Linked DNA regions of Rattus norvegicus: region 1 is linked to region 2. Evidence: chromatin contacts called from public Hi-C data. All regions are on one chromosome and are shown on one strand. Each heading gives the region's core, a stretch centred on a gene start, on an enhancer-like site or on the middle of the called end of the contact. The rest is flanking DNA. Distances are from core to core; before and after follow the strand shown.

Region 1 (6,191 bases), core at 1,906-4,405, 100 kb after region 2:
TCTCAGGACTTTGGGCTTTCTTTTCTCATGCCTCAGCCTGAAATGAACAGGAGTTCATTCTGACCTACGGAAAGTACGTGTCTGTGCAAACCCTTCCTACTCTGTGGAGAGTGCGCGTTGTACCCTCATGGGCTCCAGTGCACGCCCTGACTTCCATATTTTCAAAGGTCAATTATAAGTACACACTCACACGCTTCCTTTCTAAGCAAGAACTGAGGATCTTACAAACACAGACCAAGCATCATTGTCTGGCCTTCAGCATAAGGCATGGTATATTAAGGTCCTTTATGTGTCAAGTGAGTGAATGATTCCAGATTGAAGATAAAATACAGATCAAATGATCCAAGGCTCTTGCTGATCGGCACGCTACTCATTAGTTAACACACAGACCTCGCCCTGTGAGCCTCCTCTATGCAAACTCCTCTCACTCGACTGGATCCTTCTCATTAGCGTTCAACATTACGTTTCTCTCCTACCTAAAACCCCGTTCTCATCCATCTCCTTTCCCTTCCTTATCCTGTCACCCTTTAATAGCAAACTTCTCAAAAGCATTCTCTTTTCTGCACCCTTCCTTTGCTCCTCACGCTCCTGCCCCCATCTTGCTTCTGAGATTGTTCCAAAACTACCTATTCCGTTTTTAGATTAAGCTTATTTGGCACAGAGATAACCTCGGATATGGCTGATGGTGCTTCCCCGCAAACCCCAACTCTTTTCTTTCTTTCCAGTGACAACATTCTCTTCTGTTTCTCTGGCCAACTTTCTCAGAATGGTCCTATAAATCCCTTAAATAGTGGAGTGCATCAGGATTGTGGACTTGGCTCCTTGTTTTCCTTATAGTCTTCCTGCAGAGGCTTATCTAGTTCTGTCCTCAGTTCCTAGCTCTATGTTGATAGTAAGTAACTCCTGCTGAAATGGTTACCATCTTTCTTTAGTTTGGGCTTTATCCATCCAATATCGTTTTTTGTTTTGTTTGTTTGGTCTTGCGAGACAGGGTTTCTCTGTGTAGCCCCACTGCTGCCCTTGACTCAGAGATGTCCTCGCCTCTGCCTCCTGACTGCTGGGATTAAAGGCTGTGTCCAACATCTGTTTGGACACTTCCTCTGGAATGTTCTATGGTTCTAGAGAAAATAGGAAAGATGAAAACAGAAACTGGCTTTGGAATAAAGAGCTCATGAATGAGTTAGAGTCAGCAGAAGAAAGAATTAGTAATTTGGAAGACATGTATCTGAAGAAATTAGCTAGAATTCTGACAGACATAAAGGGATAAAGAATATGGCATAGGGGTTTGGGATTTAGCTCAGTGGTAGAGTGCTTGCCTAGCAAGCGCAAGGCCCTGGGTTCAGTCCAAAAAAGAAGAAAAAAAAATATGGCATAAACATATGAAGAACAGGTCTAACACAGTCTACCTGTAGACTCTCAGGAGGGACTATAGAAAATAAAAGCGCATTTGAAGAGAGAATAGTTAGAAGCCAGGTATGGTGGCTCATGCCTGTAACCCTAGCACTTGAGAGCCTGAGATAAGACAATCACAAGTTTGAGGCTGGCTGAGGTACATAGTGAGTTTCAGGCCAACTGGGGCTACACAATGAAACTCAGTTTCAAAAAAAAAAAAAAAAAAAAAAAACACAACCAAAGAAACAAACAAATTGTGACTTCCGTATCAGTTGCTGTTTCACTTTCTTGTCCGTTTTGGGAACTCTGGCCCTGGGGACTTCAGCTGCTGTGAGGGCCACCATGAGGACAGGCCGAGGAACTAAGGGCCTTCTCTGAGCAAGCCTTTAAAATGTGCATCTAGGGGGCTGGGGATTTAGCTCAGTGGTAGAGCGCTTACCTAGGAAGCGCAAGGCCCTGGGTTCAGTCCCCAGCTCCGAAAAAAAAGAACCAAAAAAAAAAAAAAATGTGCATCTAGGAAGCCCTTGGATGCCTGAAGCTCTAAGCAACAGACCAATAAGAAGCTCTTAAAAGACAGGGAGGGCTGGTGCAGACCTCTGCACAGTACTCAGGAGATGGTGAGAAGAGAATCAGGAGCTCACGGTCATTGTAGCCAGGCTGACTGGAAGAGCACCTACCTAATCAAACCAAACCAAACCAAACCAAACCAAACCAAACCAAACCAAACCCACTCTGAGCCAGAGCCAGTCCCACAAGCTGGCCCCTGGATTGCTGACCGGCAGAGGAACTATGAGAAACAATGCTTTCTTAAGCAGCGGATTTTAGGGAAATTTTATATAGTAATAGACAACTAATCCATTGCCAGAACCAACCAGTTTTGAATTGCTTACAAAAAGCCTTCTCCATCTGGTCCAGACTGTCTCTCGGCTGCCTTTCTTGCCATACTCTCTGGCATATTACGTTTTAAATACACCTAACAACTCGGGGCTTTTGGAACGGGACTGTGTTCTCTCTCCCACCTCCACCCTCACGCAGCTCCCACGATGCATCTCTGCCTGACACATCCCTCAACACTTTCTTTCCTACTTCCATACACTTGGCTAGCCGCGCCCCATCCTCAGAGCACTGTACTAAGCTACAGAACAAAGTCTATAAACTGCCTATATCTCCATCAGACTTAAAGCTCCAAAAAGAAGGGAGCAGTTGCTGTCTCCGTTATCCCCCATAGCTCCCAGCACACAGAGGACACTCTGTGATATCTGGTGCTTACATCCCTCGAGGTAGGGAGGCAGGAAGGCTAAAAGTTGAAGCATAAACATTCTCAGGAAATGATCCAAGTAAGATTTTCATCTGATACAACTGTAGAGGAACCACGAACCCTCTGCATCCCATGGGATTTCAGTTTAAGGAAGGCTCGGGTAAGGTCAGGGTTCAACAGCTGGATGGGTTCCAATTCCTGCTAAGTCAAACCTCATGGTAGTTCCATTCCGGCCCCTGGCTGTAATCTCTGGATACCTGACACACCCATTCTTGAAAATACTCACTACACTCATCTGTCAAACAGAAATGGTTTTTAAAATTATCACCTGCTGCATCTTTAAGACAGTCTTAGCTTATCATGTTGAGATTTAGGATCTGATCACGTATGGTATCTGTGGTATGTGTCTAAACAGGAACACATACGCACATACATGCATCAATAAGCAGGTCCTAAAATATTAAACACTAGTACCCTCTACCGGTGGAAAGCCCTTACAGGCTCATGTGAATGGTCGTACTGCCCTCTAGTGACCACAACCTATAAAGACAGCAAACCCGGCAGCAGATGGGAGCATCTCCTTGGCTATAATGATAGGGTTTTATATTCTTTAAGCATCTAATTTCCTCAGATTCTGGTTTATATTACAGGGGTGCAACTCTAAGACTCTTGGGGGCTCCCTGGGGACTCCGTAAAGCTCTTCCCAGCTGTTAGTGACAGTGTGAGGCTGCTCTCTCCTGCTTCTCAGGAACAGGAGGTCAAGGGGAGGCAGAGGAGGCGATGGCAGCACTAGTGAGGGCAGAGGCAGCAGCTGTGCAGGCCCGCCCTGAGCTCCCCGGGGAGCCGAGAGCAGCTTGAGGAACACATGTTGTTCTTCCCTTGCATATTATCCACAGTTGTGTGCTGTGCTAAAACGGCAATTCAACTCGGTCCCTCACTCACCTCTGAAATATCTCCAAAGCCATAATAAGTGACACGGTGGCAAGTGTTGCTATCGTTTTTGTTTTATAAACCAAGTTCGCCAGTTACTGCCACTGGTGACAGATTAAGCTGAATTTCTTTCAAGATTTAACTGAATCACCACCTCCTCTATGGGGCCTTCCCGAAGTCCCCAGACTGCAGCCACTGCTCCGTCCTTTCTGATCGCATACAGACGCTCCAGATTGAGCGGACAGTGTCAGATGTGCTCATTCATAGCTACGGTAGAGTACTGCTCCTGTCTGTGTACACCATCACCTCTCTACCAAACCCTCAGATCCTCAAGGTCACAACCAAGTCTTAATCAGTTTGCACAGTCAGCATCAGGCACACTCAAAATGTCACCTGTAGGTGCTCTATACGGTAAGCACAGATATTGGACACATGCTTTTAAAACTTTATATAATAACTGTTATTATAAGCTAGCACCTCTGATAACTCTAATGAAAAGGTAGAGGGGGTATAGCAAGGTGGCTCAGTGGGTAAGGGTGCTTGCCAACAAACCAGACAACTTGAGTTTGATCCCAGGACTCACATGTTGGAGGGAAAGAGCAAACATCCGCTAACCCGTCCTCTGACCTCCATATGTACACTGCGTCAAACACACACCCAAGCCCATTCCCAGCACAGTAAAATGAAGGCAAAAAATTTAAAAGATTGAGGACTGTGCTTTGTGTGTTTTCATTTCATTTTTTAAAAATTTTTACTGTATGTTACTATACTTTACTATACATTACTATTTTACTATGTATTGCTATAGTTTACTATATATTATTATTTTTCACAATAAATTCCTAGCCTGAGGCTAGAAGTGTTCTACACAGCAGTCCCTCCAGCGACAGTGTGGAAAGCACCGATGGGTCAGGTAACTCATGGCGTACAGGAAGAAGGGAGACACCAGGAAGTGCTTCCCAGGGCCCAGGACCATACCTATCCTTGTCGACCGCAACACCTCCCTGGAGGGTATCTTCTTCTTTAATTCTTGTAGGGCGGCGACCAGGTTTTCTTTGGTTTGCTCAGGAAGCTCCAACACAGTTTTCCACCTTTTTATGTCTTCTATAACCACAACTCTCTGTGAAAAAGAAAAGTTATTTGGAAAATAGAACCCTTTTATTAGAAAGACAGCTGCCTCCACCTGAGCTAATGGCTCTCCTATTGACATATGAATTATTGATTATGACCTGAACCAAAGCAGTGTATCTGATGGCCCCCAATGACGGGTAATTGCTTAGAAGCAGGCCCTGCCTACTGCAGATCTGGAGAGATGCATCTATTAGGAAAAGTGCAACTTTTCACCTCCCCATGCCCGGCACCATGGCACTTCACCGTGAGAGGTGACGCAGGAGAGGAAATGAAAGCTATGGGTACTCAGGTGGACCAACCTCACAGCTCACTTAAGTGTCCTAATTTGCATGCACAGAGCAGAGAAGCCATAAAGCCATGTTTACTTCAACAATAAAAATCACACAAACAGTTCTCCACTTCCCACAGGAGGAAACTCAATTTTTTTTTTCTGAAAGAAAGAAAACTTCCTTTTTAAAAAACTTCAAACACATAGAAAGGCACGGAGAGCAACCCACTACTTAATGAGATTACTATTTTGCCATTCCCCGTAAAATAAAACATTATAAAACTTAAGTCCCTTGATGCTCTTTGCAAATTCACTTCCCTTTGTCCTTCCCAGAAGCTGCCACCTTAAGGCTGCTTCTCATGCTTCCTGTAAGCACTAGGGGTTAGAGAAATGTGTGAGGGGATGGAAAAGCTTTCGTGATTTTTCTGTAATTTCCACATAGTTTAAACGAAGGACTTTTTAGTGAACAAAATTGGCAGACAAAAAGTAAAAGAGTAAAGTGGCTTTTATAACTAAAAATTAAATATCTTAGAGCTGGGCACAGTGATACACCCCTTTAATCCCAGCACTCGGAAGCAGAGGCAGGCAGATCTCAGCCTGGTCTACAGAGCAAGTTCCAGGACATCCAGGGTTACATAGAGAAACTCTGCCTCAAAAACCCAAAATAAACAAAAAGACAAATAACTATCCTATTGTGGTCATTCCTCACCACATTTGGCATGTGTACAGTTTTCCACATGAAATTCCAGTATAGCCATGTCAATAAGGACAATCCCATAAAAACCTCATCTCCTTTCCTTGGGGGAAAACATGGGGTCTGCTTCTAGCCTAGAAGCCAAGGGTGAAAGGAGGGTCCATCTGCGCCCTGACTCCCAGCTCCCAGCCTGCTTGCACTGGTTTTGCTTTCTAGGTTCAAAGCTGGGAGGACAACAAGGGAAAGATTTGCCGTCAGTCCAGTTTGGGTGTCTCTGAAGTGGCGGGCATTTAAAGATGACTTCCCTGACAGGATGACTTCTGCAGGTCCCTGAAGAGCTCTCTGCCGAGAACTCACCTGAAGCACCTACTGCATTGGTAATGATTCTTCTAGCGGTCCCAAGACAACACACACACACACACACACACACACACACACACACACACACACACACACCACACACACACACACCACATACACACACACACCACACACACACACACACACACACCACACAC
Region 2 (6,224 bases), core at 592-3,091:
TTCCAGGTGGTAAGAGTAGACTACGGGAATAAGTGCTTAAAAATGGAAGGAGTTCAAACCATGCCCAAGGCGCCGAGTTCCCTGCTGACTCCCCACAGAGAAATCAAAGGTGTGAGACTAGTTCAGTGGATACTGGCCCTTCAAATAAAACCCCAGCTCTGTGATTTTCTTTTTTTTTTTTTTTGCTAGCAATCTCAAGCCAGGTTTTATGGTTCTCTAGCACAGAGCAAACTATGTAGTCCTTAGAGCTGCTATTTACTGAATGTCTCCTCCTGTGCCATGAACTTACTATAAGTTAGATGGGATTCTGACATGAAGGGGAAACCTGGACAGACTGAGTTTGCCTCAAGTTGCTTATCTTTAAGGTGATACAGGTAAGAGGAGAAACTGAGCCTGTCTACCATGAAGTCCACAATCTCTCCACAACCCCAATCCTCTTCTCAGGCCCATATCTTTTTTTTTTTTTTTTTTTTTTTTTTTGGTTCTTTTTTTGAGAGCTGGGGACCGAACCCAGGGCCTTGCGCTTCCTAGGCAAGCGCTCTACCACTGAGCTAGATCCCCAACCCCCTCAGGCCCATATCTTACAAGCGTTTATTGTGACTTTATAAGACCTCTCTGTACCTTGAGGAAGTGTAGGATAGAAGATACATTTCCAGACTGGTTCAATGAGTGCAATCTTAGCCTCTGATCTTTTTTCTAAGATAGGGTTTCTCTGTGTAGCCCTGGCTATCCTGGAACTCACTCTGTAGACCAGGTTGGCCTGAACTCCCAGAGATCTTCCTGATTCTGCTTCCCCAGGGCTAGGATTAAAAGTGTGCACCACCACCTCCCGACTGCAATCTTAACTTCTGAAACACATCCGTCCACTATTGTCAGGGTCACTTAAAAGAGTCATGTCTGTGAGATCCTTCACAGCACCTGAGTTCACTGAAAATGGTTAATGGCTAGAAAAATCAGTTTGCAGGCATAGAAGTGGGCATTTTAGGAGGCTGTGCCACCACCACCATCACCACCATTATCCCCACCCCCCACCCCCCAAAGTGTTTCTCTGTGTATCCCTGGCTGTCTTGGAATTCATTCACTCTGTAGATCAGGCTGGCCTCCAACTCAGGAAACAGGCACAAGACACTATGACCTGTTCTTAAGTGGGCAGATTTTCGGGTCTTTGAAAACATATCCCAGACCTATTTAACAAAAGACACTAACCTAGGAAAGTAGCGTTGTAGACCTGCTTCACTATCCCTTCTCCATGAATGTAAACAGATCACCTCCCGCTACACTCATTCTCCATTGCTCCCTCTCACAAATACTGCCCTTGATCCTGACAACTCTTGGAAGACGGATGTCACTCAGATTCTACTTCGCAGAGGAAGAAACTTCCCCAGGGTCGGGATCATTGCTGAGCTGATAACAGGGTCTCCTCCCGTTTGTCCTGAGGCCTCACCCTCAAGGAGTCGACAACGCTGGTGGAAGATGTAGCAGGGTTGCTCCTTGTACAGAGGCTGCTCGTGGATGGGGGCCGCACGGTGGAACCGTGGGTCAATCCAGCCGCGCTCCCACGGCGGGAAGATCGGCTTCGCCAGCCACGGGACGAAGTGCTTCTTGCCCTCGTAGGTAATGGGTTCCAGGCCAGGGATCTCGTACACCCTGTCCAGGGGGCGAGGCTCCGGTTTCCGAGTGGAGCGCACACCCCACTCATACGCTCCGCGTTTCGGGGCCCCGTAGCCCCCGAGGCCGAGCCTCGCAGAGCCAGCGAGTGCCCGCATAGCGGGCCCGGACGCCAAGGCCATACCGACTCGGGTCTTCACTGCACCTCTACCTGGACGCCGCCATCTTTGCCCGGGCAGGGCCTGCTGGGAGCGAAAGGGGCGGAGCGCAGTGGCTCATTTTGCGATTGACAGACACTTCACCCAATCACAAATAAAAATCCTTGCTTTGTCCCCGCCCCTTGGGCAGTTCCCATCCTTATAGGTGGAACCTGCAAAGCGCTCTTTGCTTGGGGTTTCTGAAGTACCCCACTTGAGGAGACTTGCTGGTAGGTAGGTGAGCGTGGTGGTGGTGCTTGAGTCCGTAGCGGAGGAGTGTAGGGACCTCAAACTTGTACTTTGGACGTCTTTGACCATTAGGCATTTAGTATTTCAGAGGGCCCAGTCTCCTCGCTGTAAAATTAGGAGTTAAAATGTCTTAGCAGGTTCGACCCCTAGTGAGTTCTGGAACTATCCTCCTCTCCACCCTTCTCACTGTTGCCCTCGCTTACCTCTACGCCACCTCGGCACTCAGCCCAGCGCCGAAAGCAAGTTACTTTTGCTCTTCTGAGATTTCTGATTCCTGGAGGGGACCAGAGCCGGGAATTGCTCCTTCGCTCAGCACTAACTTCTGGCAGGCTCACGGTAGGGGTCGGGGTGAGTGTGTAAAGCATACGTTGAGGGACCACCCAGTGAGTACATGAGTGTACGACTTGAACGGTGGCAACACACACATGCTTCTTGTCTATGTCCTTAAGGTCTTTCCTCTTGTTTGACCACTGTCAAAGTTGCTATTTTTATTTTGTTTAGTGACTGTCCTGTGAGCTCTCCCTGACTTCTAGAGCAGTTGCGAGACTCACAGTTCATGTTTAACGAATGAATACATACTAGAATAAAGCAAGTGCTTGGTGATGACAAGTGCAACACTTGGGAAGGTCTCTGACAGGAGATGACCTTTCAACCAAGGCCTGAAGAGTAGGGATAGGCATCCAGGTCGAGGCTGCAACAGGGATTGTGCCTCCCAGATAGGAAAGAATCATGTCTTTAAAACTGAGATTGATATGACCAACTTGTCTACCAATTTCCAAAGTAACTGAGACAATAGGACTATTTAACCCCCATGAAAGCAAAAAGGCAGAGGACAATATAACCAACTCTCAGGCTGTACAGCAATTTACAGTTAACAAAGCATTTCATTTGTCTGATTTTAATACACCCCCTCCCCAAACCCTAAGTGTAATTGGCGTAAAGAGAGACATCATTCACTCGTGTATCTGATACAGTGCATGCTGTAAATAAGATTGATGTAGCACCATGCCAGGTCTTAACAAGGACAGGGACTGTGTCCTGTGCACTTCTCTTGCCTTCCAGCACCTAACCCTGTACCTAGCTCCCAGACCATAGAGTGAACACTCACCAGTCAGTGGGAGCTTCCCGTATGCAGGGTGTTTGGCAGAATACAGAAAGAGTAAGACACAACTTCATTCTCCCTGGTTCCCCAGCTTCAGAAACATACTGAAGCTTCTTGCACAGTAGAAAAGTTCTTCTGAATCCAAATCCCCTTCTCTGCTAAGATTTACTTCACACACACACACACACACACACACACACACACACACACACACACACACAAAACCCCAATAATTATAAGTGTTTCCTGTGTGACAGCCTCTGGTTAAGCCATCTCTATCCCCATAGACTACCTGGTGGGCCTTGAAGAAAGTGTGAGAGAGGGGCTGGGGATTTAGCTCAGTGGTAGAGCGCTTACCTAGGAAGCGCAAGGCCCTGGGTTCGGTCCCCAGCTCCGAAAAAAAGAACCAAAAAAAAAAAGAAAGTGTGAGAGAGATAACAGGGTATAACTGCCATGTTTTCCTTCTCCCAGGCAGACAGCAAAGAGGAGCCTGGCCTATTTCACCACCACCCCACACCCCCATATTGCCCAAGCCCCGCTGACAATGGCTGAGAGGGAGGATGACCATGCTGAGGCTTGGTTGCAGTTAAAGCCTGTGGAACCCTTGCCCTCCCAGTGCTGTGGTAGTGGCTGCTCGCCCTGTGTGTTTGACCTCTATTACCGAGACCTGGAAAGATGGGACACAGCCCAAGCCAAAAATGACATGAGCCTGCTGAGTGGGAAGCAGCCACCTGAGAGCCAGGTGAGGAGCCCAGAGTGGCAACATCTATCCGGCCCTGCCCTGCCCTGCCCTGCCCTGCCCTGCCCAGTGCCCCTGCTATGGGATGACTTCCTTGACTGGACAATGGAGAGAAAGAAGCCCTTATAATGGAAGCAGGTAGATCCAAGGAGCAAGGTCCAGACCTAAACTCAACCTATTTCAACCTATTAGCTATGTGGATGTAGTCTAAGCCCCTTAACCTCTTGGTGCCTTTATTTCCCGAATTGTAAAATGGACTGAGTTATCTGTAATGTTTAACACTGAACCTAATAATTATTTCACTAAACATTCAATACCCATTGAATACCTGTTATACCCCAGGCACTATCAAGCCACTGAGGATTGTGAGTGAGCAAACTAACTTGGTATTATACAGACAAGTACATAAGGAGTGTTGCTGTTACTCTGGAGCTTAAGGACTTTCTCTTCCCATTCTAACTCCTTCATTCACTTCATAGTACTCACGTGTTCAGTATATAGTGGTTCAGTATATAGTAATCACCTGAGGTAACAGAAAATTAAGTGATAGTACAAAACTTGGCAAGTCTTACAAAACAGCTTTTTTTTTTCTCTTTGGATTTTCAAGATAGACTTTCTCTGTGTAGCCCTGGCTATACTGAAACTCCCCTCTGTAGACTAGGCTGGCCTCAGACTCAGAAATCCACCTGCCTCTGCCTACTGAGTGCTGGGATTAAAGGCATGTGCCACCACCCCCTGGTCAAAACAACATATTTCAATCTAATAATTTTATCTTTTAATGTAATAAAGTAATAATAATATACTAATTTCTCTAGTAATTTCCACTTTTGAAATTCATATACAAAACGGAGTGTAGTGGCGAATTCTTTTAATCCCAGCACTTAAAAGCTAGAGGTAGGAGAATCAAGGATTCAAAGCCAACCTTGGCCAGCTAGGATCAGGTCAGTCTGAGTTACATGAGACCCTGCCTCAGAGAGAGAGAGAGAGAGAGAGAGAGAGGGGGGGGGGGTGTGATGGAGAAGAGGCAGACCACTCAGGCCATGCTCACCTGCTGCAGCCTTTCTCTGTCTACCCTAACAGTTTCTGTGCTGTCTGTCAGATGTCAGGTAGACACCACAGTGTGACTGTCTGTGACTCTGTACTTCTCGCTTCCCCAAAGGAAGTTTACCGAATACCCTAACCAGAGCACAGGTTAACTGAAGGGCTGAACCTTTCTCCCTTCTGCCTCCAGGGAGTTAGACAGCCTGACTGCCAGTGTGTACTATGGACTGTTCATCAGCTACATGACCTGAGACTTCCCTTTTCTCTCTGAAGCCTGTAAGAGGAACACCCACTTAGCTTCATGAGCCTGAACTTTCTTTGGAACTCCCACCATACTATGTCTTGGGTGTTAATAAATCTGTTCCCAGAAAGACAGTCTACCTCAGCATTCCTCTTGAAATCCAAAACCTAAGACCTTTCAGGCCTCCGTTTCCCCATATGTGATATGAGGATATTAGATTGGACCATCTCTGAGGCTTCATCAGTTTTTTAGATCTGGAACTTAATAGATCTGAAGGATGAGCGGGTGTTTTGTATAGAGCATACAGTTTGAACAATAAAGACCTTGAGGTAGGTAGGCAGTGAGAGGTGACCTTGGGAGGAGGAGGAGGAATGAACGTCTAAGGTCTGTTGTGTGGCAAATACAGTGAAGCTTGTAGTTGCCCACTGCTCCCTTGAATGTAGGCTAAGGAGCCTGTGCTTGTTCCCGCAGCTGTGGGGAGCTACAGAAAGCTTACAAGAAGAGTAAACTCCATGCACTATGCTGTACATCAAGGAGAAGCAAGAGCCAACTCCTGTCACATCAGGAGATGACTCTCATCAAAATCAGGGAAAGTGTGTGTGTCCCTTGGGTCTGACCTCTAGAGGTCAAATCTTTTCCTGTTATAGGGCTGTTCTACCAAGCTGAGTCCAGAGACTTTCCTGGCCTTCCACATCAGCACCATGGAGAAGGTCACCAGGGACACCTATCTTGTCCGGTTTACACTACCTGGGAACTGTCACCTCGGCCTGCTTCCTGGGCAGCACCTCATCCTACGGTACATTCAGGTAGTGGGAGAACCAATGTCTGCTGCCCTGCTTTACCACTGACCAGCGGAGTAGCTGGGGGGAGCTTACTTGACCTATTTTAAGCCCTTCTTCAGGATGGACGTAGCAGCATAAGACTCAAGGTCCTTGGCGTGGAGCTCAGTAATGTTTTTGTGATATATAATACACCAGCACTTTGATAGCACTTACTAGCCAAGCCATAGTTCTGTCTGCTCACATTCCTAAACTCATTTAACAATCA

The links. A called contact is a pair of places that touch in the nucleus more often than the background predicts.
Region 1: a Hi-C map of frontal cortex shows a contact between it and region 2, with 2.0 times the contacts expected there. The contact joins the enhancer-like site here to the promoter of Mrpl37 in region 2. A contact is called at or near these places in 5 of 12 Hi-C or Micro-C datasets (the A7r5 cell line, Schwann cells, frontal cortex and 2 more).

Annotation. Positions count from the first base shown.
Region 1 is chr5:127,174,841-127,181,031 of GRCr8, forward strand. It overlaps Tceanc2 (transcription elongation factor A N-terminal and central domain containing 2), which reads right to left. Exons shown (of 5, transcript NM_001014260.2): 3 at 4,559-4,700. Among named protein-coding and RNA genes, the nearest start is that of Trnaa-agc38, 5.3 kb to the left of the region's middle. Within about 2 kb of position 3,156, at least 12 of the 93 cell types and tissues checked have an H3K27ac peak or open chromatin away from gene starts, as enhancers often do.
Region 2 is chr5:127,073,126-127,079,349 of GRCr8, forward strand. It overlaps Mrpl37 (mitochondrial ribosomal protein L37), which reads right to left and starts at 1,842. Exons shown (of 7, transcript NM_001004235.1): 1 at 1,445-1,842. The coding sequence starts at 1,790. It overlaps Cyb5rl (cytochrome b5 reductase-like), which reads left to right and starts at 1,988. Exons shown (of 7, transcript NM_001411873.1): 1 at 1,988-2,039; 2 at 3,628-3,898; 3 at 5,825-5,973. The coding sequence starts at 3,701.